Regions from separate parts of the Sus scrofa genome. Here region 1 is linked to region 2. A link is a contact called in public promoter capture Hi-C data. All regions are on one chromosome and are shown on one strand. Each heading gives the region's core, a stretch centred on a gene start, on an enhancer-like site or on the middle of the called end of the contact. The rest is flanking DNA. Distances are from core to core; before and after follow the strand shown. Region 1 holds the start of APLP2 (amyloid-like protein 2). Region 2 holds the start of NFRKB (nuclear factor related to kappa-B-binding protein).

Region 1 (5,268 bases), core at 1,198-3,697, 140 kb after region 2:
CAGTCCCCAAAAGCATGAATATTGAGGCCACTGCTCTGAACCAGGGAATTTCACTTGCTTTCCTCTTTGCATTTAGATTCATAGACATTTAGATGTTCCTGTCTTCAAGTCTCAGATTTTGTGGGGAAGGAAACAAAAGGTACCAGACAGTCTGGAGGACTCATACAAGGATCCACAACAAAAGTAGGACTCTCACAGACACTTGATACTGCTTCCATGCATATTTTCACAGAAACTTACACTTCATGCTTTTTAGTATCATACATTCATTTTTCATTGCATCACACAAATTGGTGAAGACAGGCTTTTTTTTTTTTTTTTTTTTGAGGACTGCACCTGCGGCATATGGAAGTTTCTGGGCCAGGGGTTGAGTTGGAGCTGCAGCTGCTGTCCTACATCACAGCCACAGCAACGCCGGATCTGAGCCTCATCTGTGAACTTCACCTCAGCTTATGGCCATGTCAGTTTCTTAACTCACTGAACAAGGCCACGGATCCAACCCACATCCTCATGGACACTAGTTGGGTTCTTAACCCACCGAGCCACAACAGAAACTCTTATAAGACAGGTTTTTAATATTCACGCTTGTTAAGGAAGGAAAGACAATTCAAATGATGAAGGCTTACCCATAGTGACTCAGCTGCACTAGTCAGTTCCGGCTGCCATAATCCAGTACAACAGACTGGGTGCCTTAAACAACAGAAATTTCTTTCTTGGTTCTGGAGGCTGGCAAGTCCTACAGCGTGGTGCTGGCCAACCTGGTGTCCCATGCTGAGGACACTTTTCCTGATCTCACTATGTCCTCACATGGGGTGGGGGTGGGATGGGGGTGGGGAAAGAAAGCAAACTCTCTGGTCTCTTATTATAAGAGCACTAATCCCCTTTGAGGGCCCTTACCCTCAAGACGTCATCTAATCCTAATTACCTCCCAAAGGCCCCATCTCTGACTACCAACCTACTGGGGGCCAGGGCTGCAACATAGGTGAATGCTGGGGACGACACAATTCAGTCCAAAGCAGCAGCTGAACTAGGACCAGTGCCACAGAAGTGGTTTCAGTGATGCTTCACAAATGTGTGATGGGGTATGGAGGGTGAGATAACCTGCAGTATGACATATATCCATATCTTGTCAGTGGCACAAGGGCTATGGAAATAACCAGGGGAACAAGTGCCATAATGGGGAACAGCACTCTGGGGATTCAGAAACAGATGGCTACCTCCAAGCGAGCACAGGAAGATGAAAATGTTTTCAACGGGTAAATGTTGGAGCGAGGACAGTGCAGGCATGGGAACGCTCTGTAGTGGAAAGGTGCGGGCTGCTTTTGGGCAGCGGGGTAGATAGAGCTGTTCAATCACAAGAACGGGCATGCCACGCAGAGGCTGGAAAATGCAGCGTTCTCCTCACCGTGTGCTCTGTGGACACTGCCTCTTCCTTTTTAGAGACTCTGGTCTCTATTTATTTGGAAACTAGCAAGGACTCTGCAGGGGGTGGTCCATAAATCACGAGGCTATTGAAAGGAAACAAAGCCAGAGGCGCCCCAGCCCTGGCCAGGCCTTGGCAGCTGAGGACCAGAGCAGCTGAATGTTTCCTGAAGTGGAAAAGCAGTGGAGCAAAAAGGCAGAGGGAAGCAGGTCTCTTGCTAGTCATCTTAGACTGAAGAAAGAAAAATGCTTTTTTCCTAAAACACACGAGGAAGGCGACCTTGGGCTTTGAGGTCCTTGCCCAGCTGGTCTGCAGTAGGAGGACGCCATCCTAGGTTCGAGTCGCCCCTGGGAAGGAAGGGTAAGGGTGAGGCCTAAGGAACAGAGGTCAAAAGCCTGGAAACACTGCGGGGGCGGAGCCCTTCAAGGAGCGACAAAAGGGCGAAGTCGGCTCCTCGCGCTGGAAAGGGGCGCGCCCTGCTCAGGGTCGAAGCGGAGGAAAGCTGCCTCATGGCAGCCCTTCCTCAGCCCAAGAGGAGGGCCTTCAGCAACCTTGCCTGGCCTCGGAACAATTCATCCTGGTTTTTAAAATCCTGTTTTTAATAAAAGATTTTCAGAACCAAAAAGAGGGCGGTACCCAAAGGAATCTGGAAAATACCCCGCAGGGGCGGGGGAGCGGGGCGTGCCCTTATCAGGCGGCAGCAGGCGAAGACACGGGCGCAGTGCGGACGGATAACTGTGCCGCGACGCTGGAGCCCGAGGCGCGCCCCCGACTGGAACCGAACCTCGGCCTCCCTTCCACCCACCCGCGCACACCCCCGCGCTCCGGGGGCTGTAGGGTCTAGGCTGGGGCGGGGCGTCAGCGGCCGAGGGGCGGGGCCTTGTGGGGGTGCGCGGCAGGGGCGGCGGGGTGCGGGCTTTTCCGTCCCCTGATTGGGTCTGGGCTGAACAAGGGGCGGGGTCTTGGGGCGGTTCTGCGGGCCAGCATTGGGCTTCGGAAATGGAGGGCGTGGGTTTGTGAAGTCAGTTCCGGTTGGTGTAAAACCCCCGGGGCGGCGGCGAACTGGCTTCAGTTGCTTCAGGGTCGCGGTAGGGAGAGCTTCGAACGTCGAGGGTGCGATTTTTGAGAGCCGACCGCAAGTGGGACCCGGCGAGGGATGGCGGCCACCCGGACCGCGGCCGCAGCTGCCACGGGCAAATTCCTCCTCTTATTGCTGCTCGGGCTGTCGGCTCCCGCTGCGGCGCTGGCCGGCTACATTGAGGTGGGGACCGGGCGAGCGCCTGAACCCTTTCTCCTGCGCCCGCCAAGCGAGTGCGGCCTGCGGGTCCGAGCCAGGGGCGCGGGGCGCGGGGAGGTGGGGGTGGTCCGGCGCTGCGGCGGTTCTGGCGCGCCTCCCGCGCCCGCCCCTGCTTGGCGCAGTGCTTAGCCCTCGAGGTCGGGCTGCCTCTGCCGCCGCAGAGGCCAAATGAAAGGCATCGAGGTTGCGGGGGGCGGCGGGCCGCCTTGGCCTCCCCAGCCCCCATCCCTCCTGCAGCGCTGCCCCATCCTCTTGGGACCCCGCGCGGCTTAGATCCCTCACCCGCCCTCCCCCGGGATCACGCGAGCCTCTGCCGTGCGCCCCGCGGTGGCCCGCAGCCCCGGACCCAGTGCGGCTGGACTCGCTCCGGGCGCGGCCGCGCAGACCCCAACCCGGGCTGGAGCAGGCAGTGCGCTCCCCGCGCGGTCTTGGGGTTTCCCACCGGGAAGCGGTGGATGCGGCCTTTGTTGGCGAGGTGGGCCGAGCGGCGGAGATGCGGGCGCCTGGGAAGTGCGGCTGTGCCCAGGCGAGCGCCTCTCGGACTGCACCGAAGCAGGCTACTGTCCCCCGCAGCGGGTGTGCCCTCTGCTTCTGTATGCCCCTCTACCCAGATCCTCCGCCCTGGCATCGGGCCTTCGGGAGAAATTGTTAAATATAGCTGTTTGCCTGCATCTAATAAACAAGGGGACCCCCACCCCCCCCTTGCTGTTGGTGTTGCTCCCTTATGTGGTGGGTTTCGGCGAGTAGGGACGGTTCTCGTTTTACGTTGTAAAAAGTCTTTGGTTTAATCTTACTTTTTTAGTATAAGTAGTTTTTCTGCAACTGATAATCCCGTAGACATCTTTGTGTCGCAAGGTGCTTAAGTGTCTGGGTTCCAGGGTGACTCGCTGGGGTGCGTGGGTCTGCGGCGTGGCCTGGACATTGCCGCTTCATAGAAGCCTTTCTGTTCCTGAGGGAGACGTGGGGCTTTATTTTTACTTGCCTTCTCCAAATAGTGCGTGAACTGTCGGACTGGAATGCGTTTCTGGTGTAGTTCATTTCCCCTCTTCACTCTTTTAAAAATTGCAGTGGATTTCTGCGTATTTGGCTAATTGCACAGGGAAGTGAGACTGGATTTGATTACCTGGGCATTGACTGACAGTAAAAACTTTGACTTATAAAAACCCCAAGTTAGAATATATTCTTCAGCAGCGTGTTTAAATATTTGCACCATCAGAATAAATCTAATCAAGAACAAACCTCCATGGAACGGCTTAAAACGTTTGTATGCATCAAAGCTTTGATTCTTTAGGGGAGAAAAAAAGTTCAGTTTTGAGTAGAATTACGGTTCATATAGGCATGCTTTTAGATTAGGATTTTTTGTGTTTTCCACGCAATTCTTATATTTATATCTGATTCCCTATATAGTGTTGCAGGGAAGTGAGCTAGATCAGTGGATGGGAGGGGGAGGAAAAAGGATTGTGTACGGAACATAGAATTTAACTCTCAAGTCAGGGTGTCAGAAACGATTGTTCACTTTTTTGCCTCACTTCCCGGGGTGGGGGTGGGGTGGGGGTGGTATGAGTAACTTCAGGTGCTAGTGAATTCACTATAAAGGCTTCTTCAGTTTCAAAGGACATCTTCCTCTCCGGTTTAAGCAGAATATTAACACTTGTGTGCCCGCAGATAAAGAGAAATTAACAGTATCAGAATAGGTGTTGTGTATTAAATTTGGTTATTACCCATGTCATTGTTCAGTTGAAAAGTCTGGCTAGGCAGAAAGTAGGAATTAGACATTTCTCTAAAATGGTTTTTTTCATGCTGTTTTATGAAACTTCTCTTCTTTGGAACTGTTTTTTTGCCCACACTTGCTAAATTATCTTTCACGTGGTTTTTCCTTTTGTCCAGCAGGCAGAACTTCCCTCATATGTCTATAATTTGATGTGGCTTCTTTGCTTTCAGGCAAATGACTGCTGCCTTGATTTAGATGAGAATGACCTAAATCAGGATTCTCTTTGGGCTGGTCCTTATTGAGATTAGCCCAAGGGATTCTAGCCAAATCCCTGATCAAATTGCTTGGCACAGAATTATTGATTGGCAAATCTTAAGTGTTGCTTGGTGTTGACTGAATTAATCTCTTACACCTGTTTAAAAAGGAAAAAAAAAAAAATCTCGGTACTCAGGGTCACTTCCTCTGTTCAATCCGAGACAAGTTCTTTTGTGGGCCTTGCTCCCATTTGGGTTTCTCAGATAGTATTTGTGCGGAAATTCTGCACTCTGTATGGTAGACATTGAGGCTTCTGAGAGCCAGAACTTCATTCTATCATATTTTAAAGTAAGTGGGCTCTTTGCTAGCCAATGTCCAGGAAACCCAAAGTGTGCCAACAGAGGCAGAGGGTCAGGAAACTTTGTGTTGTTATTTCTCAGTGGTGCTAGAGGTATTTCTCAGTGGTAGAGTCTGATTATGACCAGGAAAGATAATCAGTGCTTCTGAGAGGACCATCAGTCTTTATCTTATCATAACTATGTGAAAAATCGTTTGATAAATGCGATGTGCTAAATTTTAGCG
Region 2 (5,330 bases), core at 258-2,757:
TCCAGTAATAACTGAACACTGCTGGCTACCTTTAGAAAAGTATGTGGGAAACTTTTTCTTTCATCATAAGACTGATGATGGATGGAATCAGGTGCAAAGCTGAGGTCACAGGAGTGAACAAGTTAACAAGCCCATAGGCAGGCTGAACTCAATCACTCTACAAACATCTGCTAAATCCATTCTCTAGCTCTGATTCCTACCAAATGGAAAGAAAAAGATAGATTTAACAGTTAAATACCAAACTTCTAGCCTAATCTCAATGACTCTGGGCAAATCTTAACTGACTGGCTATCAAGTTCCTTATCTATAAGATGAAGGGGAGTTGGGTGAGGTCCTCTTCCCTGTTATTTCCAATCCTGGAATCCTGAAATGAATAATCTCCAGATGGATGCATTTATATAACTTCATGTAGTCATGTAATGACTTCTCACTCTGAAGCTCTCTAGTGATAAGGAGCAGACTTGTAATACTACTGCTAAAATAAGCACCTTTCCACTAACTAGTTCAAGATATCTGGAAGAGATGATGCCAGATCTATCTATGTAAAGATGCGGTGGAAAGACAGTGTTCAAAGCAGCTGTGTGGTCTCCAATTAACTGTGCCCAGTACCCTTCAGCTCTTGGTGAACTAACACTCCTGGTGCCTAAATAACTGAAGCAGGTGAGAAGAGCACATGGCATCAACGTTCATAAAACTTTTGAAAAGAAACAAAATGTAGATGCAACCTGACGCTCAGAATAAAGTCCTCTTAAGAGAACTGGCAAAGAACAGGCTAACAGCTGCAAAGCAGTGTTCTGACTCTTAGGAGGTTCACCTGTTTCACACTTGTTCACAAGTTTCTTCAATTACGGTGAATGGGTAGCTAAATTTACTCTAATCGAGTGGCAACCTTTGCCCCGGTACTATTCTGAAGAGAATCTCAAAATACAAAAAGCAGGCAGCTGCCAAAGGGTTGGAACCCCGGAAGCCAAGGATTTCTAAGTCTTGTGGGCTCCTGGAGCTCTCTACTAGACCAGGAAGGACTCTGCACCTCGGACAACCTTCCCTCCAGAATCCTCCCCAATACAGACGCTAAACCCTAGGCTGCTTCCGGAGCAACCGCCCACTCCAAATCCGTAGCCCCTGCTGCAAACCCTCCCTAGCGGCTCCGCTCCAGCCCAAGGCACGGGTCCCTCCCCCCCAAAGTGCACCTCCGCTGCCACGACCCCTCCCCCACGCCGTGCCTAACCCTAACCCCCACCTACCCGGGCCGCCCGGCTCCCATACACGCCCGCTCCCCTGCCCGGTGCCCACAGGAGCAGCGACCCTCGGAGACCCAGCCGTCCGCTCCCTCTTTCCGCTCCCCGGCAACACTTTAACCCTTTCGCCGCCCCTGGCCTGCCCTCACCTGCGCCGCGGGCGCGGGTCTCCAGACCCGCTGCGTTTCTCGGCCCGCGGGCTCCCGGACGCGCTCGCTCCCGCAAGGCGTCTCGGTGCGTGCACGCTCCGGGCTCAGGCGGCGGAAGGGGCGGGGCTGCGCTAGGCGGGGCCTCGAAGCGCCGGGGGCGGGGCGGGGCGGGGCAGGGCGAAGCCTGGAGCTCCTCGAGCCCTAGCTGCTGGGCGTGGCACTTCGGCTTGAGCTCTGCTGGTTGGACTTCGCTAGTTTAGAAGCTTCTAGTGTCTTACCTCCCGAATTGAGGTTCTAGTGTCTTACCTCCCGAATTGAGGTTCCGGAGCCCGTGAGTGAATGAATGCAGTTTTATTAGCTAACGTTTGCAGAGCGCATACCCTGCTCCAGGAACTATGCTGAGCACTTTTCATTCAGCATCTTTGTACCTCAGCTGCGTGCACTGTTTGTTCCCAATTTGCGATTTCTAAGTTTCAATGAGGATAACGCGGATCGGAGCCCGTGCCCCTCCACCTTACTTCTATCCCCCTCATCCCGCAGCGTGCACGGCCCCACCTCTCTCTCAGGTCCCTAGACCCTTGACGTCCGGGAAGTACGCACGTCGAAGAAATAATTTTAAATCACACTCAATAACCTTCCTCTTATTAAGAATCTGGATCCCTTTCTTCTTCTTCACTAGGTTTTATTTAGAATAGTTTCAAACTTCTTATTCCACAGCTACTTTCAACCAGTCGTGCAAAGACCATCCTCGGTTCTCCCGATTGGATGGAAATATTTCAGAGAGGCTGGCGGGCCAAACTAGAGTTCCTCCCTGGTTGGAAAATAGTGGTTTCCAAATGAAGCCATTCTAGTTCCTGTTACGTTGTTGGGAGGGATCTCGAATTAGAAACCACCAAGTAAAAGGGCCTGGAAACATCATTCCATAGTTGTCATCCCTAAACTCCCCAACCTTACATCTCTGACAACACCAGAGGGAACCCCAGTCAAAACAATGTAAGTTGTAATATTAAAAAAAAGAAAAGAAAAGAAAAAAGAGTTTCTGTGGTGGCGCAGCGGAAACGAATTTGACTGGGATCCATGAGGACTCAGGTTCCATCCCTGGCCTCACTCAGTGGGTTAAGGATCCGGTGCTGCGGTGAGCTGTGGTGTAGGTCGCAGATGCAGCTTGGACCTGGCATTGCTGTGGCTGTGGTGTAGGCCGGGTACAGCTCCAATTCGACCCCTAGCCCGGGAACCTCCATATGCCGCGAGTGGGCCCTAAAAAGGAAAAAAAAAAGTAATGATCTCAGAAACTTGTAACTTATACACATACAAACAAGAAGGACGTTTATTAAAAAAAAATATTTATTAATTTTTACACCTGCTGAATAGCACAAGACTATTAACACTATAACTCACTGAATGTACAATAAATGTTCACATTTAAATAACAGGATAGGGTCAACATTTTCAACCTGTGGGTCAGCTTTAGCATCTCATGAAGTGCTTTTTAGTCCTACATATCGTAAGAGTTTTTTGAAAGGATAATTCCAAATCAGAAAACAATTCAAGATCAAAACAATAGGTTTTCCCAGAATAACAGGAATTTTACATGATGAAATGTCTGTTTATGTGGGCACAAATCAAACAATAAAAATGTAAAATATATATGTAAGGTACTCCATAATTTTCACACTACACTGTCAGTGTGTCTTAGGAGAGGCCACAATATAAACATTGGCTACATACATTTTTTTCCAAATTGGGTCTTCAGATGGCTTATCATCTGCCATCTCTTTGAATCCAAATCCTTTTGAAAATTTACCACCTTAGAATAAATGTGCAGAACACCTGATCTCAAAGCAATGTTGTCTGGCTTGACTGCCACCCCTGCATCTCTGGTTGATAATATACAAATCAGTTTTAGAGTCTTTACTTCTTCCATGTAAGGACAGAAAAACAAAAAGGGGGAAAAAAGAAATCAGATGGGAAAGAAACACAGGTCCTTCCACAATATTTTTTCCCTTCGGTGTATTTTAAAACTTGAAATATCTGGCATAAAATGAACATTCCATTCAGCGATAGTTTTCAGCTTTAATCAATAAGTTATTCCTGAGGGGAGGGAGGTACCTTGTTGGTTCAAATTAAAAAGGACCCAATAGGACCAAGTTAAGTTATAAAAACTAAACTGGACCTTTGAGAAAGTCTCACATTCTTTACTAGCAAGTCTTTCTAGACTGAACACTAGCATATTTATAATCATCACATTGTAGGACTCTGGGACTCAAAATCTCTATATTGTGACACAGAGTCATTATTTTCTATTGAAAACATCAGCACCTCTTTGTTACCAAAGATACAGAGCCCATTTTTATTTTTTACACAATTACCAGGTTAACTTTCAAGTCCTCTTAGTGCCTAAATTTCCAGGGACAACTAAATGAATGAGGTCTCAAAAATAAAGTGCAAAATTTACATATTAGTAAAGATAGTTCAATAGAGTTGTTTCCTTTTCAAAAAAAGTATTTTTATCATAAAGAAGCTATTATACTTCCTAATATATAGAACCAGTTTTTACCCAGAAGTGTAAATAAAATAAATTAGTTAACTTCATTTGAAATTGAAGGTAGGTCTTTCTGTGCTGGAGTGATAGATTCTACCATACCATAATTCTTCTAAAAATGAATTAGCATGTCACAAAAAGTTGTCAAAATACATACTGATTTCTGCATTGTTTTAGGTGCACAATTGGAATGTACAGTAAAAAGGGAAATATCTTCTCCCACTGAATTAATAGCTAAGAAGACTCCCAAACAGGAACACAAATAAGAAAAACTATCATTTGAGGCAGGTTTTTCTCCCTCTCCCAACTGACAGTGTAATATTAAGACTGGACTTCTACCAGATCCCTTATAATTAGCTTAATATATGATAAATGGTCCTCACATTTTTATTTTTCCCCTACATGTGAAGTTGGTCATTTTACCAAAAGGTCAAAAGTGTTAAGAAATAAAGAGGACCACCTTTCCATCCAACCTTAAAGAATGTTCATTTTAAGACAGCATTAGAAATACTAAAATACACTGAATGCTGTGAGCAAGAGTTGAATAGATACCTGGTTAAGAGCCAGGATTCACCCTTTACCAATGAGGGGTAAGTGGATCCTGACAGGCAGGACACGGTCTCAGTGCTTTTTATACTCTCTATAAAGTTTTGGTAATTTTTCTTGGTACCGTCATCTCCAATATCCTCTTCTTCATACAACCAGAGAACGGGAGGCCAAGCTTTAACGTAGGAATTGAAATTCTGCTGCCATCAAAGCAACCTGTGCTTGTGCAGGGAGTCCACATTGTGGAGTAACAAAGTAAGATCCATCAGAACACGAAGTTCTGGCCGAATGGGCCGAGGGCCAGCATCTGTGGAAAGCACTACCAACAGCCTAACAATGGTCTTCCAAAAAAGGCAAGTTTTTTTAAAGGTCAGCAATTTAAAAAATGTAGATGACAGTTTTTTCTCTAAACCACCACTGCCAAACCTTTGTTTCATCATTTCAATTTTCATATTCAATAGGCTCCCTTTGTAAAATTACTGAAAATGCAGACTCATAAGATGAAGCACTTCTGACCTAACACACACCCATAAAATGCCCCTTGTCCTTTGGTGCCACGGCTTGGAATTAAGAAGTCCAGTAGCCATGGACTTGGCACATCCTTTCTCCACCTTTGGTACAAACACAATACACCACTTAATATTTCCACAGAGGAAAAGTAAGGCTTATCCATGTGTTAAAAAACCAACTCAAGAGCAAGGCAAAGTTTCTCCATCCTGAAATCTATTTTCCCCTGAAAATTCTCCGTTCCAAAGTTCCGAGTGTGGCGCAACAGGATCGGCCTCTTGGGAGCACTGGGACACAGGTTTGATCCCCAGCCTGGCACAGTGGATTAAGGATCCAGCATTGCTGTAG

What was found. Promoter capture Hi-C pulls out the DNA fragments that hold promoters and counts their contacts.
Region 1: a promoter capture Hi-C map of fetal liver shows a contact between it and region 2, with 2.4 times the contacts expected there. The contact joins the promoter of APLP2 here to the promoter of NFRKB in region 2. A contact is called at or near these places in 2 of 5 promoter capture datasets (fetal liver and liver) and 1 of 2 datasets of contacts at active chromatin or transcription factors (alveolar macrophages).

What each region holds. Positions count from the first base shown.
Region 1 is chr9:56,796,334-56,801,601 of Sscrofa11.1, forward strand. APLP2 (amyloid-like protein 2) reads left to right here and starts at 2,448. Exons shown (of 17, transcript XM_021063158.1): 1 at 2,448-2,684. The coding sequence starts at 2,580.
Region 2 is chr9:56,654,561-56,659,890 of Sscrofa11.1, forward strand. It overlaps NFRKB (nuclear factor related to kappa-B-binding protein), which reads right to left and starts at 1,508. Exons shown (of 26, transcript XM_021063150.1): 1 at 1,388-1,508. PRDM10 (PR domain zinc finger protein 10) reads right to left here. Exons shown (of 22, transcript XM_013979568.2): 22 at 2,710-5,330.